Regions from separate parts of the Anas platyrhynchos genome. Here region 2 is linked to region 1. Evidence: chromatin contacts called from public Hi-C data. All regions are on one chromosome and are shown on one strand. The core of a region is the stretch at or near the end of the contact, and the rest is flanking DNA. Distances in the headings are between cores, read along the strand shown.

Region 1 (4,149 bases), core at 1,460-3,959:
CCATGATTCCTGTTTTCACAAAATTCTCTCTTGAACAAGTGAGGCAGTCCCAAAGTGCTGGAGCAAGGATATCCAACACTAAAACCCCTTCTGATGTTTATGAACCCTCTTTCTACACTATGTACACACTGCACTGAGTGATTACTGTGCACAAGGTCCTCTACAAAGACAATTTCTGAAGACTGTCAGTTCATGGTGCTCAACCAAAGGAAACAACTGGAGATGTATTTGTACATTCCAAAGCAGCTCTAACAAATACCAATAAACAAACCATTGTAGGCAGAAAGCATTTAAATTTGAAGATCATGGACAAAATAATAATTTTAAAAGTTAACTGCCTTTTTTTTTTTTTTTTTTTTTTGAGAGGTAATTACCTCCGATTTTAAGACACTAAATTATTTAACAAGATTTGCACGCCTCTTCTACTGCAGTTGCTAACATCGAAGCTCTGTCCCGAAGTATTTGTATTTCGTTTGCTATTTGCAACGCCTGGTCGAAAGGGGACATCTACTGGTATCAAGGATTAGTGCAGGCATGAAACACCAAACTGCCAGTTTAAAAAAATTACAGTACCAACCTAGAACCCACTGAGGAACTTAAGAAATCTAGAAGCTTCTGCTCCTATCACTTAAGTAAAGGTCTTTAAAAAACTGTCAAAGACACAGACAACATTAAAGACAAATTATAACTACACTTTAGTAGTGTTTGCAGAAAAGAAGGCATTTTAATTAAACTGTAATTTTTATGATTAGCAGAAACAAATAGCTTTTTTTTTGGACTCATATAGATAAAATGAAATATGATCGCAATAATATACACCAATGTAAGAAACAGCAATTGACTGGGTTATTCAAAACAAGCCTAGATGAACCTGTCATCATTTTTATCTGAATATTTACATTGTCCACCTGGATATCCATCTAAATAATACAGTGGCCACCACCTAATTCTATAGGAAGAAGAAAATTATGCTCCTGTTTCATTTTAGTTTTGCGTTTTGTCTTTCTTTTTTAATATATGTATCTATATGACAAGTAAATCTAAATAGCCAAAGTTTTAGATTGGCCTCAGACAAACCTTGGCACGCATGAGGAGAGATTTCTGCTTTATACTATTTCAAGCCAACTTTAGGTGCAATCATTTTTTAGATGACACTAAGCGTGAGCCTCAAAACTTATCAGCATGGACTCTGGCAAATGTACGTCTATACAAAACAGAATGCAACTGGTTAAACCATAACACTTGAAACTTATTTTAATGGACCAAGAAGATACAGATGGACCAAAGAAGATACAAATACTATTTCAAAAGTCAGGAAGGTTTTTTTCTTAAAAATATATAAATAAAAAATCAGGAATTGATAACCACTGGCAAAAGTTTGTTGAAAATATTTTACTTCACATAAACAAGCAAAACTTATCAACCTGTCTAGGGTGAGAATTAGGTCTGCTGATGAAGCAATTCCAACACTAAACACCTGATCCAAAAGCACAGCTGTAACCATTAAAACAGGGAACAAGAGGCTTTTGCAAGCTTTTAAGTCTCATCTCACCCCAATCTCAAGTAACAAAAATAAACTACCTTATTTTAGAACTGGGGAGAAACACAACATGAGATAAACAACACAGAAATAATTCCTAGGTGAAATTATCAATGTCAAGAGAATGGGAAGAGGGATGCTCCAGTTGAGGGGCTATCGCAAAGCCACCGCCATCAGAAGTATTAAACCAAGAGACAAATAAATACAAACAATGTTAATTCCGTACTTCAGTTATATAATAATTTTTGAGAAACACTTCTTGTGGCTGAACACAGAGGGCAAGGACTCTTTCTCAAACAACAGTAACAGTCTAATCACAGTTCTTTCCCAAGCTTCACATCTTTCTCTTTGGTGAAACAATTCATGTTTAACATTTTCTGTACTTATTTTTCTTATTACAACAGTAATCCACTTCAAAGTCCCCCACAACACAGCAGGTCTAGAAGTTCAATTGCAAAAAATAAACACACGCATCAAATAGAAGAAAACAGATTTAGGCCTTACCCTAAGTTCCCGGCCTTCTCCAGCGATGTAGGCCATTTGAAGGTACGATGAAGGCACTTGGGGATCAAGTCTGAGCTGAGATAAAGACCTTTTTCCACAGTCCTGACACTACTTCTGGTGCATGCTGCTTCCAGAAGCACAGCCAAGCCATGAGCTCACCTCAGCTTCTAGCAGTTACCTGCTGTACTTGAGGTCTCCAGCACCCAAATTACATAACCCCTCCCTCCCCTTCCACAGGTGAGGCACATAAACCCTCAGGGGCAGCCTGCTGGGTGGCATCCACCAGGCCAGGAAGGGAGGCCTTAGTCACACGGGGGTTTTATTCCTAAACGTGTCACAAGAACACTTCAAATGACAGAGGCAAATGTGCAGTCTTGTTGGGCGTACGGCGGGAGGGGGCACACGACGACCACCAGACGGGGACACGGCTGAAGGAGGCTGACATGGCTGAGGAAGGCTCCCCGCACTCTCCCACCACTCCTCTGCCTCCCCCAGCCCTACAGTCAACCCCTCCAGCAAAAAAATCATTAATTTCATTTCGGTGGCCGCCGAGAAGGAGCCGGGCACAGCGGGGCGCCACAGGGGCCTGAGGGGACCAACGGTCCCAGGGCCCGCCCTGAGGGGAGGGCGGCGGGAGCACGGCCGGGGCAGCCCCCAGCAAGGCCCCGAGCACAGCACTGCTGGCCCTGAGGGGTGAAGGAGCCTGAGGCCACAGGGGGGAACCAAAGTTTGTTAGCATTTTTATATTAACCGCTGGATGAAGATACGTTTTACTCAAATGCACCATTGTTAATTCCTTTGCTGCTTTCTGCTACACGACCAACAAGGCTCCAGGGTGGGGCTGGTGTCAGGCCCCTCGTGAGGGTGTCTGTGCTGGCAGCGCCCCGGTATTCAGTGTAGCTTATAAAAGTGAAAAATGGATAGAATATTTTCCTAAATTTATACAACTCCAAGCCCCCATGTTATGTTTTATGCATACACACAGCCACAAAGCATGAAACAGCTGAGTTCAATTTTGGTAACTTGTTTCTAGCATCTCCTTCTAAACAGGGATTAGAACAACAGCATTATCTAAATCTCCTTTTTTTCTTATTTTTAATAATTTTTATTTTTAAAAAGCTCAATACAGCCTTTAGGGCTGTAACTTCTGTTCAGGTAAGCACAGGACTGCAGACTTCCAAATCTTGCAGCCTGCCAAGGAAGGAAGAGAGCATGCATAAACAACAGTAGAAGGAGCTATAAAAAAAATTAAAAAATAAAAATAAATAAGTGATGTTTTAAAGTAGATTGGTAGATTAAGCATCGTTTTAGCTAACAGACAAGCACAAGTCCTAGACAGGCTGGCTGTTATAAGAAAAATAAGACTTTTCAACTCAACACAAAGCCACAAGCAAGCTATCAACTAGATGGTGGCAGAACATAACAGTGTAAAAAATGGCCTGGTAGGTCCCTCTGTATTGCTCAAAATAGGGATTCCCAAAATTTTTTTTTAGGAGGGAGAACTGAGAACTATTCTCCACAAAGGCACAAAGACTGCACCATTGTAATTAACATTCTCCTGTCTAGTGTGCAGGATACTTTAACAGTAATATTTTTGTAGACTTAAGACAAATCTTGGAAACAGATTAATGCATTCCCACATTAAAATACCAAAGTAAAATATCTTCGTAGTCCCAACCAACTGCAGTAACACTTCAAGCAGGAGATTTTAGTGATGAAGTGGCATCTGACATGGGATGGTTCTTACCAGAAACAAACCCAATTATCTTAGTCAGATATCCCCATTCATTTTTGCTACAGAAAGGTTATCTGGCTCTGCCATGACAGAAATGTAGCATTTCGGGTTCTGCAGAGAAGAGAGAATGACCCATTTAGTCAATGAAATTTTGAAGTGAACACAATTTCAAGTTCAATACTCATTTTTCTCTGGCACCAGAATGAGAGCGCTAAGCATATAACAGTTGCATTGCTCTGCCTGAGAAGTGTTCCACTGCAAGGGAAATATTTATCATGTACATTTCAGGCTTGCCAGAACATACAAAAAAAAAAGAAAAACCATACCATCTCACAAGACATATGTGCCCATCTAAGTCTATGGGGAAGAA
Region 2 (4,709 bases), core at 2,143-4,642, 110 kb before region 1:
AACAGAGACCATGGAAAAGATCTTGCTGAACCTTCCCACAAAAAAGCTAATTTTACTGAAGAAACTTCTGACATGAATGTGCCTCAGATGCCACGGTAGCATGGAGATCAGAGGTTTCAGACAGTTTCACAGAAGCTACAAATAAACTCCTGTTTGTATATCTTGCTGTACACATTTCGTTTGGATTCTCTGAGAGATAAATTCCCCAGGTGTGAAAGATGCCAGTAAGATGTTTACTATTCACCACTCACTGTCCCTGTGGTGCCTTTCAGACTGGATAAATTAGCAGTTTGATTTTAGAGAACATTGAGAATATTATCCCAAACAATAAATTTTTTAATATCAGATGCTTTCAAGGCTATGTTTTAGTTGGTTCTATTATTTGCTTGTTTATTTTAAGAAGTCTGTGGTGTGCTGGTAAGAGATTTCTGAATGTATCGACCATAAGAAGGTAGGTTCACTATGGAACTATGTATTTAAAAAGAAAAATTAATGTTGGAAAATGCTAGCAGCTAAGTAGACATGGTTTTGTCAAATGAGTTTCATGCATGACTTGAGGCTTTACTTACACCCATCATCTGTCAAAAAGGATTTTGCAGAAAGGAGAACTTGGAAATTATAACACTAAGCATGATAACATTTTTTCTTTAATAACTTCCACTACATTTTACCTTCCAGAAATATGATAGCAACAGAATTAATCATGGTTTCCTGGTCTTAGGTATTACAATTGTCTTTTCAGTAAGAAATTGGAGCCTAGTAGCTGTGAATTATTTGATTTAAGGCACTTTGATCTGTTTTGTTCTTTTGAACTTGGAAGTCCTAGTAAGCATCTACATGTATATTATTTGCAATATAGGCATTCAAATATGGCCTTGTGTGTTCTTGAAATGTGACCTACTTTGCCTCAGTATTTAACTGTTGATGATACTGGTGGTCTTAATCAAAAGCACATTTGTTTGTTTGTTTTTTTTAATTTATTGTAATCTTCAGATTATCGGTACTGGTCTGAAAGCAAAATTACAGGGATACCATGCCATGATCTCTGGAGTATTGTGCATAAGTAACTTTAAAAGTATAATTTATTTGGATGTAGTTCATAGATAGTCTTCCTATTTAAAACTTCGAATCTTTTTCACAGGTGATGGCGTCAGCATTAAACCATTCTTTTATAATGGCAGAACAGTATCTCATCAGATAATGTTCAGACTTTTATGTATACATTTATACATATATGTATACATTTATAAGTATGTGTATACTTATATGTATACATTTATACATAGAAATGTATACCTATGTAATTTTAAATGACTGCTGTTCAGATGATAGAGTAATTTCTAGTAAATCTATAGAGTCTAAGAAGAAAAGTTTTTCTTACTCATTTTGTATGCTGCAATAAATGCAGTTCAGTATACTTAAATTTGATACAGTTTTAGTGTTAGAATTTTACTCTGAACTTGCAGAAGAATTTGCAGCATTAAGCAGAAATTTTAGAAGTAGCCTTTTTCCTGTTGGAAGTACTATCTTGTATCTTGCTCCTGTTCATGTTGTTGGGGGCCATCACAGAGGAAAAAGTCATTTTTTTTAGGTCCTGCTAGTGATGTGGCCTGCATGTTCTCATAATATCATAGAGCCATTGGATGCTTGAGCTTGGAATGGATGTCTGGAGATCATGTCCCATTTGACTCCATGAGGTCTTTAGCTTTTCCAACCTCATCACTGTGCTCAGACAGCATCTCTCTTTTTCCTGGGACACCTGATCTTGCTTTCACCTTTTGTTCTTCCCGTGTATATTTAATTTTGACTTAAAATGCTAGTCAGAGCACTTGTTTATGGCAAGAGATTGGTTAACTCCAGCAGCAGTTATGAATGTGTAAGGTTTGATTTTACATTGAACAACTAAGCAGATTTCTGTAGTTCTGTCAAAAAATCACGTTTAACTATACCTGGAAGAACTATAGTTGGAGAAAGATGCCTATATAGAGGTTGTATGAAATACTGTAGCTCATAAAAGTTTTACTAGTTATCTTATATTCTAGAATATGTGCCTTGTTTTGGCTAATGGAGAGAATTGACTAATACTGAGTATATATTCCTCTATAAGCTGGAAAAAATGTTACGTCAGTTTAGGACTGCAAAGTGTATGTATTGTATTTTTGTTAAAACAAATCAAAACTAAAAGTTTCTGGAGGTTGTTTCTGTTTCCTAGTAAGAGCATGTCTTCAAATCCTAATTTAAATTACTACATGGTCAGAAATGCTTACATTTATTCCTCATAATTTGTTGTGATTGTCGTATATGTTGATGAGGTGGTCTGTGTTGTACTTCTGGATGACCACAACTAGGCCAAACAGCACGTGAAAATGGGAGTGAGAGTCACTCCGTCGGAATGAGCGCTCTACGCTAAATATAGAAGCGCTGTAAATTCTGGCAGTTGGCTCGAAAGCATAGCGTATGGTTGACATCCTTGACCCGTGTCAAAAGGGAAACTTGCAATTGTGTGTACCTGCACATGTCAGAGTGAAAATATTTTTGCTTAAGGTTTGTTTTCTGTTATGTGCCTTCATTCTTAACTCTATTGCAACTAATGTGTGACATTGTGCCATTGCTCAATCCAACCTCATTAGTTCTACAGTAAGTAGAATTTGTATTTAACATGTGTATTCCCTCCCAAATACTGGTTTTAAAGTAACTCAGCACTGTGCTTTCCTTCTAGAGGCTGTTCTGTTCACATTAGTTTGAAAGAGCATTAGTTTTAAAGACTTTGTTGGACAGTTTAACCTGTGCGTCTCTTTTCTGCTGTACCTCTCATAAACAGAAGGTGGCAGATTTTATTGCTCTTACCCAGGAAAATCTGCTGACTTCGGCAAGATTTGGCGGTGCAGCCATTGCATTTCTGCATTCTTGCATAGGGTGGCAATTGAGACCACGGTTGGGTTGGAGGATGTTTAGCCTCACTGGTCAGAAATACTTTTATTTTGCCATTTTTAATATGGTGTGGATGTGATACTTGGTCAATACAAACTGAAGCTATGCTTTAAGTATTTAGTGGGGAAAAAAGTTCTATTAATCCAATGGAATTCAGTGAAGCAATCTTTCTTTTCTACAAGGCTACAGCAAGTAGATGGGAGAGCACTTGTGTTTGGTTCTTGGTATTGCTGCTGCAGGAACTGTTCCTAATACCTGCCAAAGGTGATCCATGTGCATAGGGAGCACTGTGACACCCCCCCGATAGCCTACATGTATTCTACTTACCAAAGCATGAATGAGAACGTGAAGATACGCTTACTGGCCTTTTAGCATGGATGCGTTCAGTGTGGGCTACCTCTGGGGCCTTGCTGGTTGGAATGCTTTTTGGAATGTCCCAGGCTCTGAGCCCAACCCCGCCCTGGAATGTGAGGTTAAATGCTGGCGGTACAAATCCAGAGTTTGAATATCAAAATCCTAGAGTTCCCCAGTGCTGCAATTTCAGAAAGCTGGCAGGCGAACCACATGTCAGCTCAGCTGCTCTCTGATTCAAAGAGTAGGCATGCCTTGGGTTGCTGGGGGAGGAGGGAGGGAGGATGTTTTTTGTTTTGGTTTGGTTTTTACTTACCCGTTATGACCTGCAGAAGGGCATGCTTTTCAAAGACATTAACTGGCAAGATCGCAGGAGGTCCCAAACAGGTGCTAGCTTGAAAAAAAACCTTCATTCACACAAGTGTTTTATCGCCACTTCTTTAACCAAACCTACGAGCTCAACATACGTGGGAGCTGTTGCCTTATCAAACAGGAGTCTGCTGATTCTTGTACTCAGAGTCGAGAAGCTGTACTGATGCAGTGGCCCACGAGGCTTAAGTTGCCCTCTGTCCAGAGTGCAGGATGCTGGCCTTGCAGACTTTTAATCTGAGTCTGATGACAAAGCTGATGAAAAACATTAAAAGCAACATGCAAGGCCTTTGGTGAGGAGGGAGTGCCTTGTGCATTGTTAAGCAGCAGTTGTCTAGGTCAGTTGAGGAGAAGAACTGATGAGCTCCAGAGGGAGCCTAGTCCAGTATCCCCACTCGGAGTATTAACCTCAGGGTTTTTATGATGGGAGGCTTGAAAAAATAGACATGTTTGTGGTGTTCGCTTAGCTCCCAAATGAAATTCTGTTGCAGGAGTTAATGGGAATCTGCCTGTTAAATAGCTATTAGATAAATAAATAAATACTTTTCCCTTGCCCCGGCATGGTGGGAGAGGCTCTGGTTTCCTTTTTTAGAAAGTTCTTGTCTGACAGATATCCTCTTGTGAGAGTTTACAAAGCGCTGCAGTGCAAAGCTGATGTTTTACCCATTTGGACTTTATTTTTCCTTGATGGTCTCCATAGACTGAATACTTCAGTTTGTACATGTGTGTAATATGAAAAATGGGCTTCCTGTTTAAGTGCCTTTAAAAAATATTGCTTGTTTGGTTCTTGCAACTGAACTAGTTGTAACTGTGAAAATGGATTTTTGACTAGTGTTCTTTGGGGTAGAGCTGACAGAACTGTAGTTGAGAACTGATCTTCAATATGTACTTTCTATACAATTTTAAAACAGCTTAAAATTTTACCTCTCCTGTGAAGGTTTTTAGTTGATTGTGAAGTTACCTATACCGTGCTAGGAGGCTGCACATGCCACGCATGTCTGTTTGCTTGCTGTGCACAGGTGTTAGCAGGGACTGTTAGAATGCTGCCATAGGTCTGT

Evidence for each region. A called contact is a pair of places that touch in the nucleus more often than the background predicts.
Region 2: a Hi-C map of liver shows a contact between it and region 1, with 7 times the contacts expected there. The contact joins two enhancer-like sites. A contact is called at or near these places in 4 of 8 Hi-C or Micro-C datasets (liver, skeletal muscle and subcutaneous adipose tissue).

The regions. Positions count from the first base shown.
Region 1 is chr12:14,165,656-14,169,804 of IASCAAS_PekinDuck_T2T, reverse strand. No RefSeq gene overlaps it. Among named protein-coding and RNA genes, the nearest start is that of ESRP2, 47 kb to the right of the region's middle. Within about 2 kb of position 2,709, at least 1 of the 8 cell types and tissues checked has an H3K27ac peak or open chromatin away from gene starts, as enhancers often do.
Region 2 is chr12:14,275,299-14,280,007 of IASCAAS_PekinDuck_T2T, reverse strand. It overlaps DUS2 (dihydrouridine synthase 2), which reads left to right. Exons shown (of 16, transcript XM_038185581.2): 16 at 1-361. The coding sequence ends at 99. Among named protein-coding and RNA genes, the nearest start is that of DDX28, 24 kb to the left of the region's middle. Within about 2 kb of position 3,392, at least 3 of the 8 cell types and tissues checked have an H3K27ac peak or open chromatin away from gene starts, as enhancers often do.